Regions from separate parts of the Sminthopsis crassicaudata genome. Here region 1 is linked to region 2. Evidence: chromatin contacts called from public Hi-C data. All regions are on one chromosome and are shown on one strand. The core of a region is the stretch at or near the end of the contact, and the rest is flanking DNA. Distances in the headings are between cores, read along the strand shown.

Region 1 (2,700 bases), core at 172-2,671, 160 kb before region 2:
GATTATGTGATGATCAGTTGTGATGGACTTTGATCTTCTCAACAATGAGGTGGTGATTCAAGGCGATTCCAATAGATGAGATGGGAAATATCAAATAAATATATAAAGAGAAATATGGAGTCTGAATGTGGATGGAGGCATAGTATTTTCCCCTTTTTGTTTGTTTCCTTGTGTTTCCCTCCCCCCTCGGTCTGATTTGTCTTGCACAACATGACAAATAAAGAGATATATTTAAAGGATTGCACATATTTAAAACCTATATCAGTTTGCTTACTGTCATAGGGAAGGGGAAGAGCAATGGAGGGAGAAAAACTTGTAACACAGAGTCTCAAATGTATGTTGAAAACTATATATGTATTTGGAAAATAAAAAACTATTGAGAAAAGGCGGGGGGGAAAGATGCCCAGGCTGCAAAGTCAGCTGTTGTCAGGTGTGTTGCAAAGATCCGACTTCAAATCCAGGTTCAATCTAAAAGCCCCTGAGGTCCTTTCCAGAACTGGAATTTGGGGGAGGGACAAAGGACGTCACATTGTACCTACTTTGGAGCATTCAGTACCCGCCAAGTCACAGTAAACAGGAAGTTCCTACTGTCTACAAGGCACTCTGGACAAATAGGGCTAGGGCCTGAGTCTGTGGTTTTATTGGTATAGGGAACCCTCAGGTGAGAAAACAACGGATGCAGGCGAAAACCTCCCCTGCAATGAGAGTCTTGGAGAGTTGTCTAGATCCCGGTTTCTTAAAGTGAGCTCCCACAGTTGTCTAAATCCCAGCTTCTTAAGAGAAGTTGAATTCTAGAGTCCTCTAGATACCAGCTTGCTAGAGAAGCCAGGTTCTAGAGTCATCTAGAGCCCAGCTTAAAATGAGGTTCTAGAGCCATCTAGACCCCCAGCTTCTTAAAGTGAGGTCCCAGAGTTGTCTAAACACCAGCTTCTTAGAGGTTCTAGAGTTACCCAAATGCATCTTAAATAAGGTTCTAGAGTCTTGTCTAAATCCCAGCATCTTAAAGTGAGGTTCTACAATCGTCTAGAGCCCAGTTTCTTATTAAAGAGTGATTCTGCACCTCACACGGGATCTTATTATCAATAAAGTTTGGTGTGTATACCTATTTTATATACCTGCATACCGGGAGTCAGCAAAAACTTGGGGAAAAAAAGTTTAACCCTGTTCTAGAGCACTGAGAGGTAAATGACTTGTTCAGGGTCACACAGTCCGGATGTGTCGGGGTCAGCTTTGGGAATAGAGGTCTTCCCGCCTCGGGCTCTTTACCCATTTGTGCAAGCTGTCTCTCAGACACAGCATCCTTGGAGGATCGGAGAAGAGTAAGCCGCTCCCGCGAGAGGAGGGGGTTCTTTTAGGAACGAAGGGACGGGGCGCTCCAGCCTTCTCTGTGACGGCGCGGGCCTCTTGTGACCTCAGTTCAGTCGGGGTGGGAGCTGCGCCCATTCCCTCGCGCCCCCTCAGCACACGCTCAGCCGTCTTCGGTACCTGCGCAAGGAGACCCGGTCTGAGAGAGACAAGGGCCTGGGGGGCCAGGCCGACTGGGTCCTTGAGAAAGCGGAGCGAGGCGGTGACAGGGTATGGAGGCCGGAGGGACGGGGGCCTCCGTGTTCTCCCCAGGGGGCCTGGCTGCGGGGCCGGACCGCTGGACACGCTCCTTGGATCTCTAAAGAGACTGGGCTCCGGTGGGACGGGACGGGCGGGGGGCGGCACGGGGGAGGGGGTCTTGGAGGCTCTGGACGGCAGGCCGGTGGGCGGCCCCTGGACTCAGGAGGACCGCTCGGAGGACTGCACGTTAAAGGGCCGGGCCGCTCGGGCCCCGCCGGATTTTAGGACGCTCCCCCCCGACACCGCGCAGGGCCGAGCCTGGCGGAGGAGCGAGGCCCGGCTCGCGGGCCGCGCGGGGTCCCCCCCAGCAAGTTCTCGGGAGCGCCCGGGCTCGGGCCGGGGCCGTTGTGCGGGGGACGCGGCAGTTCTCCGGTCGGCAGCCCGCCTCTGTGGGGCGGCTCGCACTTGACGGTCCGAGGGCCGGGCCGGGAGCCACCGCGGCTTGGGAAAGAGAAGGGGGCTCGCCTGGGGAGGGGCGCGGCCTGCTTGCGGAGGCGGGGCTTCTGACCGCCGCCCCTCTCCCCCGCCCAGGCCCCGCCCCGCCATGTGGCCGCAGCCCCTGCTGCCGCTGCTGCTCCTGCTCTTGGCAGCTACCCCCGAGGACCGAGCGGCGCCCGTCTCCGTCCCGGAGCGTGCCCACGGGCACGGCCACGCCCCCGGGGGGCCCGACACTTCCGAGGGGCCGGAGCTGGGTTCCATGGGCCTGCTGGGCATCCACAGCCTCCTCCGCAGCCTCAACCGCCTCCTGCTCCGGGTGAGCTGTGGAGGCCACTGGCAGGGGGCACAGCCTGGCCCGGCGGCCGGCGGGCAACAAGCGCTGCTGAAATGTTTCCCGGCTCTGCCAGAGGGTCCGAGGGACCGGCATCGAGGGAAGGGAGGGATGGGGGAGCAGGAGCACAAAGGCATAGATCTGGGGGGGGCTGGCCAATTGTGAGGCAGGGCCGAGGGAGGAGGAAAAGTGGGAGGCCAGAAGAGGGGGACACAGCTAAAATGACTTGATCCCAGAGAAAGGATGAGATACAAAGGAAACAGGGTGGGCTAGGAAAGGGAGATAAAGATGGGAGGGACGGAGGCTCCGAGAGGGGGGGATGCCGG
Region 2 (2,700 bases), core at 128-2,627:
GCTCTCCGTGGGAACCGGGACCCGCGACACCCGGAGAGGCGCTGCCGGGGCCCCAACTACCGACTGCACGGTACGCCCTAGACCCACGAGCCGCGACACCCTCCCCCTGCCCCCTTCTATCCCAAACCCAGGGCTAGAAAGTGCGCTGAAAAACTACAAGTCCCAAGAGACTCCGGAGCTGAAACGTAGGAAGCTTGCTAATCATCGGCCGCGAGCCCTCCTGGGATTTGTAGTTCTTTCCTCTTTCACCCATTCTGGGTTCAACCTAAGGTCTGGAGTGATCCTGGCATTTGGGTACCCTGGTTCAAGATCTGCCCCTTAGAATCAGGACGTCCCGGGAAACCTTCCTCACCAACCCCACGGAAGTTTAGGAACTATCAGCAGCCTGCTCCCAACGTTCTCTCCTTCCAAAGAGACTTGGTACAGTCCACTCAAGACACCATTCCCCCCTCAGCGTGGTAAGGTCCCACTTCCTCGCAGTAATAAACAATGGTACATCCTGTGCACTCTAGGGACCAGGTTAGTTCCGTGCCCGATACAGGCCAGTGGTACAAACCATTTCCCCCTCCTGATTTCAGTGGTAGGCTCCATTCTGCCCGGACCTTACCTCCTCCCCCACCCCTTTTTTTCTTGCAGTGGACGGTACCCGCTGAGAAGAGGACTGCTTGCCTTCCCCACCCCCACCCCCACCCCACCCCGCAAAAGCTAAATCTATTAAAGAGACAGAACACGTTTTTGTGTAGTCAGAGAAGCGGGTCCAAGGGCTTGGGGAAAGAGGGTATATGGGGAATGGTAGAAGGATGACGCAACCCTCTCCGTAGGCCGAAGGGTTAGGGGCTCCGCTCCCCAACCCGGTCACGGCCCCTTTAACAACTCCCCCGCCTCTCACAAATTGCAACCTCCCTCCGGTCCTCAGGATTTGGCGGGTGGCACGCGCAGGGCCACGTGCTCCCCCCATCCCACCTCCCGCCCCGCCCCATTGTCCCCCATCTGGGTCACAGCGCCCATCCTCATTGGAGGAATCTAGGTCAGGGCTCCGCCCCGCTCCCTCCCCGCCACGCGCTGGGGGGGAGACATGAAAGGGAGCCAGAGAGCAGGCTCGAGGCAGAAGCATTCCCATTGGTCGGTCATTCCCCCAGCCCGCGCCCTGATTGGCCGGTGAATATGGAGCTGGGGAAGGCAGGGCGAGCGGGCGGGGAGGAGGAGCCACGAGGCACGAGGCGAGGCCAGGCCAGGAGAAGGAGGGGCGAGCGGGGTTGGAGCAGGCGGAGAGGCCGCCGTGGGGCCTGCACCAATCCACACCCCGCTCCCTCCCCCAGCCTGCTTTTTTTTTATTTTGCATCCAAAGAAGTTTGCTGCGCCTTTGGCTCCGCCTGCTTCTCGGCCAGCCTCCATCCCCGTTGCACACTCCGACAGACACACATACACACACGCCTCCCCCGTGCAGGCTTGCCAAGCGCCTCCGATGTGCACGAGCTCAGGCTCGCGGGCTTTAAAGCGCAGGGCGCCCGCCGCTGCCCGCTCGCCCACCGGCACCTGGCCTCGCCAGGGCCCCTTGCAGACAGGCGCTCGCCCGGCCCATCCGGGGGTCTGCGGGCTGCCACGGACGCCTGGCTCCTACGCATAGGCGAGCCGGGGTTAGCAAGGGTCTCTGTCCCGGGGCACCGCGGCAACTGCTAGCCCGAAGTCTCCAAAGGTGCAGCCTCGTCGCCCATGCGCCGGTGACGGCCCCCAGCCCCCGGGGGATGGCGAGGCCCTCGAGCGACAGGTCCCCGGCCCCACAGCTGCTGGGCGGCCCGGCGGGAGGCGCGGCGCTGCACGGCCTGCGAAGCCTCCTGCAGGGGCCCGGGAAGACCAAGGAGCCGCCGGCCAGTTGTGAGTGTCCCGCGGCGGGACCCAGGCGTCCCCTTCTCCCCCGGGACCCCAGCGGCTATGGGCGGGCGGGGGTCGGGAGCTCACAAGGCTCGGACACGGGCCGGGGCGGGGCTTCCAGGGGTCACATGGGGCCGCGGGCCCAAGACGGGGCGGAGCCCTCTCCTGGCCCAGCCCGCCGGTTCGTACCCCTTGGGGGGCGCAAAGAGGAAAGCCCGGGCCGTGGGGATGGGTGGGAAGAGCCCAGGGCAGTCTAGGTCAGAAGTCGCTGACCCTGCCCTTGCCTTCCCTGCGTGTCTCCCTCCCGTGTCGTTCCCTGCCCCGCGCCGCGGCCTCTCGGTGGCCCTCCGTGGCCGTCCCCTCTCCGGACTGCTGCTGTGTCCCCGCACGGATCCCAACTGACTCTCCCGCCCGGCCCCTCTGTGCCGCCTCACTCCTTTCCTGCACCACTGTTTCGGGCTGGACGCCCCATGGATCCTCCCCCGGGGCTGTCCCTCGGTCCTTTCCTGAATCCCCGTCTCGCGGGCGCTGCCCGGCCCTCTCTGCACCCCCTGCGTTTGTCTAATGGTTCTGCTCCCTCCCCCCTCCGGCTCTCCCTGCGCGCCTCGCTCTGCATCTCACTGTCCCTCTCTGCGTGTGCCCCACTTTGCGCTTGTCCGTGACTCGCTGCCCTGGTCTGCGTGTGACTTGCTGTCCCTGTGCCGCGCTGCGCCCCGCCCCCTTCTTCCCCCCCCCACCTCCCCCCCCCCCCCCCCCCCCCCCGTCCGCCCCGTCTTGTCCGTCTCTTCGCCAGGTCTCCTAAAGGACAAGGAGCGCAAGGCGGCGGCC

What was found. A called contact is a pair of places that touch in the nucleus more often than the background predicts.
Region 1: a Hi-C map of hippocampus shows a contact between it and region 2, with 2.8 times the contacts expected there. The contact joins the promoter of DKKL1 here to the promoter of DBP in region 2. A contact is called at or near these places in 2 of 2 Hi-C or Micro-C datasets (fibroblasts and hippocampus).

What each region holds. Positions count from the first base shown.
Region 1 is chr3:651,535,597-651,538,296 of ASM4859323v1, reverse strand. It overlaps DKKL1 (dickkopf like acrosomal protein 1), which reads left to right and starts at 1,421. Exons shown (of 5, transcript XM_074308181.1): 1 at 1,421-1,575; 2 at 2,137-2,359. The coding sequence starts at 2,150.
Region 2 is chr3:651,371,952-651,374,651 of ASM4859323v1, reverse strand. It overlaps DBP (D-box binding PAR bZIP transcription factor), which reads left to right and starts at 1,377. Exons shown (of 4, transcript XM_074307392.1): 1 at 1,377-1,875; 2 at 2,666-2,700. The coding sequence starts at 1,746. CA11 (carbonic anhydrase 11) reads left to right here. Exons shown (of 8, transcript XM_074307389.1): 7 at 1-70; 8 at 637-733. The coding sequence ends at 653.